Regions from separate parts of the Mus musculus genome. Here regions 2, 3 and 4 are each linked to region 1. Evidence: chromatin contacts called from public Hi-C and HiChIP or PLAC-seq data. All regions are on one chromosome and are shown on one strand. Each heading gives the region's core, a stretch centred on a gene start, on an enhancer-like site or on the middle of the called end of the contact. The rest is flanking DNA. Distances are from core to core; before and after follow the strand shown. Region 1 overlaps Nfib (nuclear factor I/B). Region 2 has its middle 63 kb from the start of Mpdz. Region 3 has its middle 86 kb from the start of Gm11412. Region 4 has its middle 21 kb from the start of Gm11412.

Evidence for each region. Hi-C and Micro-C count contacts between places; a contact is called where the count stands out from the background. HiChIP or PLAC-seq counts read pairs in DNA pulled down with a chosen protein or histone mark.
Region 2: a contact with region 1 is called in a Hi-C map of liver, with 4 times the contacts expected there. The contact joins two enhancer-like sites. A contact is called at or near these places in 4 of 484 Hi-C or Micro-C datasets (the N1E-115 cell line and liver) and 1 of 115 datasets of contacts at active chromatin or transcription factors (fibro-adipogenic progenitors).
Region 3: an H3K27ac HiChIP or PLAC-seq map of heart atrium shows a contact between it and region 1, with 4 times the contacts expected there. The contact joins two enhancer-like sites. A contact is called at or near these places in 1 of 15 datasets of contacts at CTCF or cohesin (the NIH/3T3 cell line) and 1 of 115 datasets of contacts at active chromatin or transcription factors (heart atrium).
Region 4: an H3K27ac HiChIP or PLAC-seq map of stem cell-derived neural progenitor cells shows a contact between it and region 1, with 4 times the contacts expected there. The contact joins two enhancer-like sites. A contact is called at or near these places in 1 of 15 datasets of contacts at CTCF or cohesin (the NIH/3T3 cell line) and 1 of 115 datasets of contacts at active chromatin or transcription factors (stem cell-derived neural progenitor cells).

The regions. Positions count from the first base shown.
Region 1 is chr4:82,399,381-82,402,340 of GRCm38.p6, forward strand. The region is part of intron 2 of Nfib (nuclear factor I/B); the gene reads right to left. Among named protein-coding and RNA genes, the nearest start is that of Nfib, 100 kb to the right of the region's middle. Within about 2 kb of position 1,466, at least 153 of the 459 cell types and tissues checked have an H3K27ac peak or open chromatin away from gene starts, as enhancers often do. A contact at or near this core is called in heart atrium, liver and stem cell-derived neural progenitor cells, where this site is marked.
Region 2 is chr4:81,503,942-81,506,807 of GRCm38.p6, forward strand. No RefSeq gene overlaps it. Among named protein-coding and RNA genes, the nearest start is that of Mpdz, 63 kb to the left of the region's middle. Within about 2 kb of position 1,335, at least 8 of the 459 cell types and tissues checked have an H3K27ac peak or open chromatin away from gene starts, as enhancers often do. A contact at or near this core is called in liver, where this site is marked.
Region 3 is chr4:81,828,614-81,831,487 of GRCm38.p6, forward strand. No RefSeq gene overlaps it. Among named protein-coding and RNA genes, the nearest start is that of Gm11412, 86 kb to the left of the region's middle. Within about 2 kb of position 1,563, at least 18 of the 459 cell types and tissues checked have an H3K27ac peak or open chromatin away from gene starts, as enhancers often do. A contact at or near this core is called in heart atrium, where this site is marked.
Region 4 is chr4:81,763,026-81,765,725 of GRCm38.p6, forward strand. No RefSeq gene overlaps it. Among named protein-coding and RNA genes, the nearest start is that of Gm11412, 21 kb to the left of the region's middle. Within about 2 kb of position 1,451, at least 69 of the 459 cell types and tissues checked have an H3K27ac peak or open chromatin away from gene starts, as enhancers often do. A contact at or near this core is called in stem cell-derived neural progenitor cells, where this site is marked.

The sequences.
Region 1 (2,960 bases), core at 216-2,715:
AGGACAGGTCTATATGTGACCATATGCTGCCCAGGAACAAGAAATCTTGCTTGTCCCATTCTGTAACCATGGCCTGTTCAGTGCATGCATTTGGTGAGTGGTGAGTGTCATTCAAAACACTTATTCACACTGATCTTGAACCTCAGTCCCAGCGACTGTGTTTCCTACAGCCATGCCAGGGCCAAGGAAGTGGTACTTCCATCCTGCAAGCTCCTGCTAATTCACTCGCTGTCCCCAGGCCATGGACAGGCTGCTAACTCTTATTCACAGACACCAAACAGGAAAGCAAAGACAGGTTTGCAACTATCAAGTTCTTTGAAGAAAAAAAAAAAAGTAAGCCTTTAGCCAAAACCTATCTCCACATTCTTCTCTTCCTGCCATGCAATGCATCAGGCTTTGGCCAAAGATCACAAGTGAACTGAGAATCCTAAAAAGCAGCAGCACTCAGATCCACACTGAACCCTCCTGAACTCGATCGCACTTCACAGAGCTGTGAACAGAACTGTACTAGAAGCACCATCCGGACTGGCTCAGGGATGCTTCAGGTTCAGATCCAAGAGATCCGAGGTGACCCTAAGTTCCACTCAGTGCTACAGTTTTCTCCAACTTGAGCACAGAAGGATTAAAAAGAAAACACAAATATTGGCAAAGGTGATTTGAGGTTACTTGACCTTTCTGAAGGAAGGAAGGTTTTTGGCAACCATAACCTGGCAGCTGTCTGGAAGGCAAGGCCAGGACACAAAGAGGAAGACAGGAAGCAGGGAGCTGGCCATGTGTCCTTGGCAGGCAGCAGTGCAGCAGGGTGAACCACCTCATCCCTGCCAAACCAGAAACAGCGGGGAAAGCCCAGCTAATTGGCAAGTCGCAGACGGCTACAGTGTCCATCCTCTGCTGTAAATGACTGATGAAGCTAAAAGGAATGCCAGACCCTAATCTACTTAACTAGGATCCTCCTGGACTCTCTCAGAAACGTAATTTGCTCCTGTGAGTCGTATTTCCCAGGGAAGTGGTAAGGCATAAGGCACATCTTAAGATGACAAGGGCTAAAGAGAGTTTAAAGAAAAAAATGTTGTGGAGTCTGGTTATGCCCACAAACATTTGCTTCTGAAGGCTGTGTGTGTGTGTGTGTGTGTGTGTGTGTGTGTGTGTGATCTTTAACTAGCAAGCCTTCCACTGGTTTATTTTTTTAACTCAAAGAAAATTACGTAGTCAAAGTTGCATACTGAACAAAGACGGGAGTCCATTTGCAGGACCCAGACATCTACAAACAAAGACAAACCCCTGTAAGACACTCCAGGAAGCTGCAGGGCCACACCCACTTACTGCCGGCTACTGTTTGTACTTAGGCATTAGCTGGCTCAACTGTGGGATGATGTAGCTTCATCCCAAGGCTTCTGAGCCTTTGCCTGCTAAGGTTGGGACTCACACGGAGAGGAAGGGCAGAGGAGGCTGTGCCAGTAAACTGAGCCTCACTGGCTGCTACTAACAGGGTGAATCAGGGACCTGAGGGCAGGGTTTACTCCCCGGGGTGCACTCAGTGGTTGGGCACATTTTGTTTCATTTTTTTATGAAACTGTTCATGTCTTCTCCAAAATTCACACCTAAATTTCAGAGTAGCTTCTGCTTCTTTAAACACAACAGCAAATAATAAAATTAAATTGAAAAGATATTGCAAACACCTCTCTCTCTCTCTCTCTCTCTCTCTCTCTCTCTCTCTCTCTCAAACTGGAAAAAGAAACATCCCACAGAACTTTCATCCTTGAAGAATTTTCTCCCTCAAAAAAAAAAAGTTAATATAAAAAAATAAATGAGGACCTAGTATGCTTGACGCTGTTCTGAAGTAACACTGAGAAGCAAAATAAAAAGGGAATATTCAAACACTACCTGAGCTCCACCTCATAAGGAAGGATCAAAATTAATCTTCCACCCGGCATCAGAGCCCAGGGATGCCTGACCACCACCACCGCTTGTCCCATCAGCCACAGGGTGTCCTAACTGACTTCAGACTCCATATATCTGGAACCATCAAAGGTCCATCCTTTTGTCTTTGGGGACCAGTTCCATTGTCTATGTAAGAGAAGTTTTGTGGTGCCTCTCTCTAAAGTGGATGGCTCTTTCTCTACTGTGGGACCCTTTGGTACTATCACTGCCTAAGAAAATCCTTCCATGAGGCCCACCTCCTGGTTCCTTCCTGCCTGTAACCCCAGGGCAAACTCAACCAGCTCCACTTTGCTAAATTCTACTACTCATTGTCTGCGATTCCCAATCCTCTATAGCTAACCCTGCTCTCATTTGAATGACAAAGTCCTTATTGTCCTTATTCCAGCAGGACCTTTTGCCCACTCTCTCCCATTTCAGCGAACCAGATGAACCAGAAAGACTTGCTGGAAACCCCTCACCTCAAAGCCCTACTTCCAGGTGTTGGCCCAGCTCTTACCTTCTAAGGCTCCTCCCCCTTGTTTTGCTAATTGCAGGTCTCCATGCTCTGTACCCATATGGCTTTCATTACTGAAATGTCCTTACTCTGACGTCAGACAAACTCCAATTTCATCTTTAAAGTGCTTGATTCCCTTCATCTGGTATATTCTTCCTGGCCCTCTTTTTGCATCCACCTAATGAGACCACCCTGCAGGGTCCACATCACTTCCCTCCCATTCTAATATAAGGCTTTAACACTGTGTTAGGGCTGGTTGTACATGTGCCGTTTCCCTCCATAGTTGTCACTGACCATATCCTAACATATCTTTTACAGTCTGGGGCATCTGTTTACATTGCAGAAAGGGCGTTATCTTAAATATCCTATCCATGGAGAAATGGGATGAAAAGCATCCATTCCCTTAGGAAAGACAAAACAATTTAAAAGAAAGATAATAATGAGCTACCTACCAGCTTACACAAACAATTAACACCCAGTAGTGAGATGCTGGGGCTGGAGAACTGCTTAGAGCTACACCGACTGG
Region 2 (2,866 bases), core at 85-2,584, 900 kb before region 1:
TCATTGTCATAAGGTAACCATGGAAATGAGAATCTGGCTTTTATTAACAAAGCCAGGGAAACCTGTGCAGAAACAAGGAGGTAGCCCACCACTCGCTTAGCAGTTGTTGTAAGGCTGAAATACCTTAAAGGCTTTTTCCTTTACACTGAAGTTCTTTTTCTGGTACACATATAAACAGGCCTGCATACCAAAAACATGCAGTCACTGCCTACATTCACTAGATGAGAGTTGGGCCTGCAGCCATACCACCAACAGACTAAGAATTTGCCAAGGCTCACAAAGAAGAGTCAGGCCAGATTTTCTCTCGAAAAATTAACTCTGAAATATCAAGTCAGGAGAGTAACAAGGTGTCAGAACGTACTCCAGGTGACTCCAAGATATGACGAAGTCCGATGGGTTCAGGCTGCAGTGGGACATCTCTGCATTACTTCTTGTTAATCTCTATATTTTTATGGGCAGTGAAATTCTGGTAACCTTCAACAGGGTGCATCTTTTTTTTTTCTGGGTTTTTGTTATTCCACTTTTACATTATTTCCCTTTCTTTTTTCCAATACACTATTTTGAACCTTAATTATATTTGTGTTTTCTTAGCCAGGTGATCAATCTTCATCTCTCCATTCTATGATATTCATTTTATTTCTTACTCTAAGTCAAGCTTGTAAATCCCTTCTTGCTACTTCCTGCTGAGTTTAGCTCCTAGCTCTAAGCTTTTCGTCAGGTTCCTCACCTGGAGTCAATATGCTTTGCTATTCAAGCATTGACACAGGACTGCAAGTCAAGATTATCGCAGAGCCATTCAGCACTATATTCTAGAGAAAATGCTAGAATACTTTCCCCAAAATATTCTAGACAAGAATTTTATTCAGATAAGATTTATCAGTATGAATGTGAAGTTTTCGAGGATTTGTTTTAAACCTGAGGACCGTTATCTGTCTGCCTCTCTTACTGCTCCAATCTGTGGTCCTTTTTCATTTCTATTGCCCCATGGCTGACTCTTCTTTCCAGGAAGTAACAACCTTCAGTTTGCTTTCTCTGTACTATCTCCTTCCTGGTGCTTCTTCAACAACTAACCATACTTCTCCATGAACAACACATACACACACATTAGTTAACATGCTGCTAGAATTCTCCCTGCCGCACAGTGGGGAGTGCCTCTCTGAGTGTTGTGCACATCCTAATTTCCAGATTCTGTAAATTAACTGGGTTGGCCCCAAACAATTTATATAGATTCTTGCAAAAAGAGGAGACTTTTCTGGCTGCAGGCAGAATGAGGTTCAGCAACAGAGAAAGGTCAGAGAGATGTGAATGGTCAGGTTTTACAGAGAGGAAGGCAGTCACAAGGAATGTGATCTCCCACGGGTGAAAAATTAGTGTTGTTGAAACTACTGACCTTCTGATAAATCATTAACAGAAGCAATGAAAACAAATGTACCTGGGTTCAAATTCCACATTTACTAAAATGATTATAAATCGAGACCATCAAAACATAGGATTTTTAAAGCTCCACTCTAATGGCAAGATTGCTCTCCCAGGCTAAGCTATCTTCCTTCGGAGGCCAAGATACTGCCTAATTACTGTAACGAATGAATATAAACTAACATGCTAATCAGTTTCATCCCGTGAGCTCAGAGAATTTTCAAGTATGACAAAATAAAGCCCTTAACGGATATTTTAGCTCACCGCTTAAGTGAAATAATTAAGTTGATGTAGAGAAACATAAAGTCAATGACTAGGTGGCTTGTACATATGAGCTGTTAAATGAAATTTTCCTGGTCAAATCTCCATTTAACATATTTTAAAAAATAAGGTTAGAATTAAAAAAGAGACTATCCACTCAGCAGCAGTGCACAGTTCATTAATTCACTCCTATTTATTTATTCAATAGCTCTTAAGTACATATATTATCGGCCATAAATAATTAAAGGCAGGTGTAGAACTGTAGACTCTCTCTAGCTTGTAAGAATTACACGAGGAAACAGAATTAATTCCCTTGACCTGGTAGTTCTGAGGAAGTAAAGGCAGGCCTGTCACAAAGGAAGCACAGGGCTTTTATAAAGGCAAGAGGGGAAAGACATGCACATGTCACTGATGACACCTTCACATAATTAACAACTGAAGCTTGAGGTTGCCCACTTCAGAGACTAAGCAGTCAATTAGAAGTATTAACTGAATACAAACTGTGTGTCCGATTTGGGGTGTCTAACAGCATAGGCTATGTCGGTGAATACAAACTGTGTGTCCGATTTGGGGTGTCTAACAGCATAGGCTATGTCGGTGAATACAAACTGTGTGTCCGATTTGGGGTGTCTAACAGCATAGGCTATGTCGGTGAATACAAACTGCGTGTCCGATTTGGGGTGTCTAACAGCATAGGCTATGTCGGTTTTACCTTTTGCTTCTGGAGGTTAGCTATGGTTCTGTTTCTCAAGGAACACAGACATGGAACAAGTAATTACCTATTAAACACAGGCCAAGAGGACGTGTGTGCAAATAGGGTCTCGATTAAGAATCAGAGACTTGAGGCACCAGTGAGCTAGCTCCAGGCGTAAAAGTTTTGTTGCCAAGTCTGACAACTTGACCTCTATCCTCCACTTGGTGGAAGGAAAGAACTGAACCCTGCAAGTCCAGATTCCACATTCACTCTGAGAGCCATGCACAATAAATATCTGATTTAATAAAAAAGAATTTAAAAAGCATCAGAGGGCTGGTGAGATGGCTCAGTGGGTAAGAGCACCCGACTGCTCTTCCGAAGGTCCAGAGTTCAAATCCCAGCAACCACATGGTGGCTCACAACCATCCGTAACGAGATCTGACGCCCTCTTCTGGAGTGTCTGAAGACAGCTACAATGTACTTCCATATAATAAA
Region 3 (2,874 bases), core at 313-2,812, 570 kb before region 1:
GAGATTTGGAAGGGGGAGATGGAAGGCAGGCAATTCATCAATTTATATTATCCACCAGAGAGCATTAAGGTTAAGGTTGTCTGCAGCTGCCTAAGAAAGTAGCCTTCCTCTCATGGAGGAAACCAATGAGCAAGCTCAGGACAGTGTCAAGTCAAAGATGCATTAAAACAAGTGGACTGTTAGTTGAATCCAGGGGATCAGATTTTTGAGATAGTTGGGGTCCAGGGAACCAAGAGAGCCAGTTGAAGCAACAGAACTAGAAGCAAAGCCAGGATAAGAAGCAAAGGGAGACAGGAGGTGGGTGATGGATTTGGCAGCCTCTGGGATCCGGAGGAATGCTATGTGGGTAGTCTGTGGGCACAGCACTCTCTGGAATATGTACACATACCCTCCACCCCAATCCATCAGCTCAGTAGATCCAGCCTAACTTTATCCTAGTGAAAACTCAAAATCTCACTTGACACTTTCTTGGATGTCCTTGTGTAATATGTAAAGAATTCAGACAAGATGAAAAGTCCTTAAAGCTCCACAGAGTCAACTACTTCTTCTACTCCTTCTGGATCCCAGAAACTTGATGTAAAGGTTTAGTGGGTCCTTTGAATGTAGGCAATTGTCTATACTATCTTGTGAGCTGTTCTTATTATTATAGTTATTAAGACTGTATACAACTTAACTGAAAGTGACTGAACCACAGGATTTTACACTTCAATAATTTTGTTGTCAGCATCATATGGATGATATTGCCACAAGAGGGAAAACTCTGCAAGAATATTTAATAAAAATAACTTTGGTAATAATCAGTGAAAAATAGAATTATTGAAATCATAAATGTAAAAGGCTTTGACAAATAAATATTTATAATTAAGGGAATTAGTGAGATGAGCATTGTACATGGTAGACATTTGCCTTTTTACTCAGTTGTCCAACTTTGCAAGGCCAGAGTCATATTATAATAAACGACATAGCTGAGGCATGCAGGTGTACATCAGAGAAGAAAAGTGTCTGGGGACTGTGTTCATGGTTGGTGTTTTTGTTTGGTAGGGCTTTTTAAAAAGGTCAATAAAAGACAAGATGGATTCCATTCTTCAGAAGGCCCAACTTCATTATCGTGGAGAGTACTGGGTAGTGGTAAGAGACTTCCACTTTAGTACAGACTCAAACCTGAGCCAGCAGCACATCCATTTCTGATCTTAAAGGAGGATAGGTCCTGTTCCTGAGGATGGGGGAAATGGAACACAGTCACCGATCCATGCATCCATGGTTTTAACACAACAACAATTAACAACAACAACAACAACAACAAAAAATCCCAGATATACGTGGCATTCATTAAGTCACAGGGCAAGGAAAAGCCAGAAACTGAAACTATAACACATTCAACTCCCATGTGGAAAAAAGACATTTGAGGACAGAGATGTTAAGTGCAAGAGATAGAACATGGGAAAACATGATTCACCATTCTTAGTAAAGTAGAGGCGACAAACCATCCTGGAATGTTAGTCGGTTGCCAGTCAGTGAGTTCCTGCCTTGTACTCTTGCCCTGATATGGGTCAGCCTGCAGGGCTCTCCTTATCTTTGTCTCTAGGAGGCCCAGGCTAATGGCATTTCCTTTTCTCCAGTTTTCATGAGGACCAAATCAGGAAAGGGGGCATGGAAAAGTAAACAAGACTCCTTCAGCTACATCCCGGATCTGAGTGGGTACACTCTGCTAACTTTGCATTGGTAAACTTTACACACATAAAGTCCCCAAGTTTAGTTAGGAAGAGAACAAACCCTCTGTGCCCAAAGAGAGAAAATTAGCATTTATGAATTTCTCCTTGCACAACAAATCCTGTGATTCCAAAGATACTGTTGACACTCCTATATACTAGTTAATTGTAGTTCTCCATTCTCAAGACCTGCTTTCTGCTACACAGAGATCAAACTCTTTTTGTGGCTTCTTTTGGTCTGTTAACCTCAAAATGACAGGTATTCTAAAAGGATCAGTTAGCCAAATGAACATTCAAATGAAGAAAGGCAATTTGCTGGCTCACAGCCAGCCTGAAATCCCATTATAAAGTTAGTGCATAGTCAGCTGCGCTGAGGGATGCTCTTTCTTGAGTGCTGATCCAACCCGTTTTAAAGTCGGCTTCATGTCCTTATCTTTTTCATTTCACAGCTGTCAGTGTCTCTCCTTTTACTTTGTCTTTCTTGGCCACACCTAGACATCTAGTGCAACATCCTCCTTAGAAGCATACCAGGTTCTCAACCCTCAGCTCTGACCTATAAACACTACAAATAATTAAAAGGAGCAGTGATTGAGGAATAATTAAGCAGGGATGTTCTGTGATAGAGTATGATCATATCATAGATAGGTAAGTAGGTAGATAGATAAATGGTAATTTAAGGTTTTTAGAGAAAGTTGTAGGTGCATATATTTCCATGTTAAATTCAGGGTTTTTAGTTCCTTCACTGAGTATTATAAATATTTCAATTCTCTTTATAGTCTCCTAGGATAAATATAAAAATACTTATAGATTTATTATGGACTCTAAATGAAGGCACAGTTATAAAGCTGTGTATAGAATCATCAAAACCAATGGCAGCAATAAGGGACACTCAGATATTGTCTTTGTTTGCTTTCTATTGCTGTGATAACATGCTGTAACGAAATGTGGAGGAAAGGGTTTATTTGGCTTACAGTTCCACATCACAGTCCTTTATCAAAACAAGTCAAGGCAGGAACCTGGAGGCAGAAACTGAAGCAGAATCGAAGAAGGAACTCTGCTTACTGGATTGCTCCTCCATCCTTCCTCAGCCTGCTTTTTAATAGCACCCTGGAGTACCTCCACAGCGGTAACACCACACTCAATGGACTGGCCTCTCACAGGAATC
Region 4 (2,700 bases), core at 201-2,700, 640 kb before region 1:
TGGTGCAGTGAAACCACTCTGTGTTTAGTGCAATGGTCTGCCACCCCAGGGGATGGCTAGATGTCAAATATTTACCCCTGTGGGAATGAACGAAAGTCAGAGATACAGAGAAAATAGGAGTTAAGTGCAGGGTCCACGGGAACTAGCAGCATTTTGAGGGAAATGAATTTTAAAGAAAACAAATGAAATAAAGAGATATCACAGCTTTAGGGGTTTTGTTTTGTTTTTTAATGGGACAGGGAGGAGAGCCCTCTCAAGTATAAAGTGACTTCAAGCAGTGGAGGATTTTCACCTCCCTGCTTTCTCAGCAACCACACCCACCATTTTCTCACCTGGCTCAGCACCAGGCCCAGAGGGAGACATTTAAAATTTTTTATTCTTTTAATTGGAAACGGATGCTGTACCTTGTCTTTCAAGCCTGCTTTGAGAGGGAGGTAGGTAGTGAGGGATGAAGTAGTGAGGGACTAAGGGAGGAAAGAAAGATGAAGAGGCAGGAGGAAGGGGAGGGAGGGAAGGAGGGAGGGAGAGGGTGAAGAGAGAGGGAGGGAGGAGACCTAGCCAAGTATTAGTTTAGCCGGAATGAAACCTTGTAAAACTTTGAAATCAAATTTGGCATTCAACTCTGTAGATACTCACACTGGAAAACTCCAGAAAGTCACAAGAACGTTGACTGTCTTGCCCAAGATTCTTCTTTTCAAGTGTTGTGGCCCCCTGCTCCCTTCCCGAGCCATTTTCTTTGGCATTGGACTTACTGTACTATCGGGTACAACGCTACATTTCTACAGGCTGTGTCAAAGCATGTCAAGTTGCAAAAGGGCTTGTAAAATAATCATGGACAAGGAAACAGAACAGCCATTAAAGCTGTAAAGGGACGACTACACTGAAGGGCAGGCTTGAAATAAAGTCCATGTGACCTACGGAACAGGGGAAGCTTCTGAAGTCTGGAAGACAAAGCACAGGCATGTCTTCATTTCTTTTTTTTCACGGGGCACCGGGATTTTTACTTTGCTGTAGGCACCCGGAGCATAGGGGAGTTTGCTGAGGCCAGGTCTGATCTGAAGCCTGTCCGCTGTTGAGACGAATGACAAGGCCATCTCTGCTTAAACACCTGAGTTCAGAGTGACAGCAAATTCCAGTGGAGCCAGGTATCCATCTGCAAGAACTCCTAGCAGCTCACTTGTACTGGGAAGCGACCCTAGGCTGCCCTGCTTTTGGTGAGGACAGCTTTGCCTTGCGGCTGGGCACACCACATTCAAAAGCAAACATTGGACAGCTTCACCTTCTTCCACTTTGGCAAGGAAAATAGAATGCACAAAGGAGCATTCCTTTAGTTGTATTTAGAAATGAAAGTCCCGGCGGATTTAGGAGCTGGTGCCTGGGAGGCCCCTGCATTGTGAGCCCTGTGCAGCAGGCCGGCCCGCTTACACAAGCAGCCTTTGTTTTAATTAGCACAGGAGCAGCCCTCCCCTCCTCCTGCAGGGCTTCCACTTTACAATTGTCTGGGAACTCCCTCAGCTGAAAATGGTTACTAAGAAAATTTCCACAGAAATCCAACCAAAAGGGCCAGGCCAACGCTGGGCTTTTAAAAGCACTTTTCCAAATTGAGTCTTGAAGGAGTGGACCGCCTGCTGGAATGGATGTCCACTGTAGGGAGAACCCCAAGGTTAACAGTGGTTTGCTTCAAAATAGTAGTCAGTTCTTCCTACCTCTTGCCTCCAAAGAAAGAAAACAACACAACCTCCTTAAAATGGTGTTATGGATCTGGTGTAAAGTGACAAAGGCCAGGGCATTTAAAATGAAAGGAGACACTATCTCCAAGCTAGTTTTCAAGGTTGCATTGAATCTGAAGGTGGTGCAGTGAGTTACAGAAAGTGACTGTCACACCTCTACACACAGCTGCCCTTCCCTAACCTCTAGCTTTTGGACAACTGGTGCCCTGAAGTAGTGGAGATGCACGTGGTATTCAAAGAGAAAATTCAGTCGAGTTAGGCAAGGGGAGCCCTGGAGGCAGTCGAAGCTCCTGGAGATGGCCTTCGTAGCTTTGGTCAAGAAATGCATGTGGTTCCTAGCAGACGTATTACCACCTGATTCATCCTTTGCTGCAATTTTCTGGGTTTTATTTGTGCCCTTTTTATTTTCAACTGGAGTACTTTCAAATTGAAATTTGCAAAATGTGCTCAATGAAAAATTTCATCAAATGTGTACATATTTTATAACTCAAGCATAAAATTTAAATATGTTTTGAGATGTGTGTGTCATAAACATACTTATGTGATATAAAGTACAATTCATTTGTTCACTTGGAAAGCTAGCACATTTTTTAAAGTAATTAAAAATATAGTTTCATTTCTTTTTTTTGGGAGTTTTTTTTAATTAGATATTTTCCTCATTTACATTTCCAATGCTATCCCAAAAGTCCCCCATACCCACCCCCACAATCCCCTACCCACCCACTCCCCCTTTTTGGCCCTGGCGTTCCCCTGTACTGGGGCATATAAAGTTGGCAATTCCAAAGGGCCTCTCTTTCCAGTGATGGCTGACTAGGCCATCTTTTGATACATATGCAGCTAGAGACAAGAGCTCCGGGGTACTGGTTAGTTCATATTGTTGTTCCACATATAGGGTTGCAGATCCCTTTAGCTCCTTGGGTACTTTCTCTAGCTCCTCTATTGGGGGCCCTGTGACCCATCCAATAGCTGA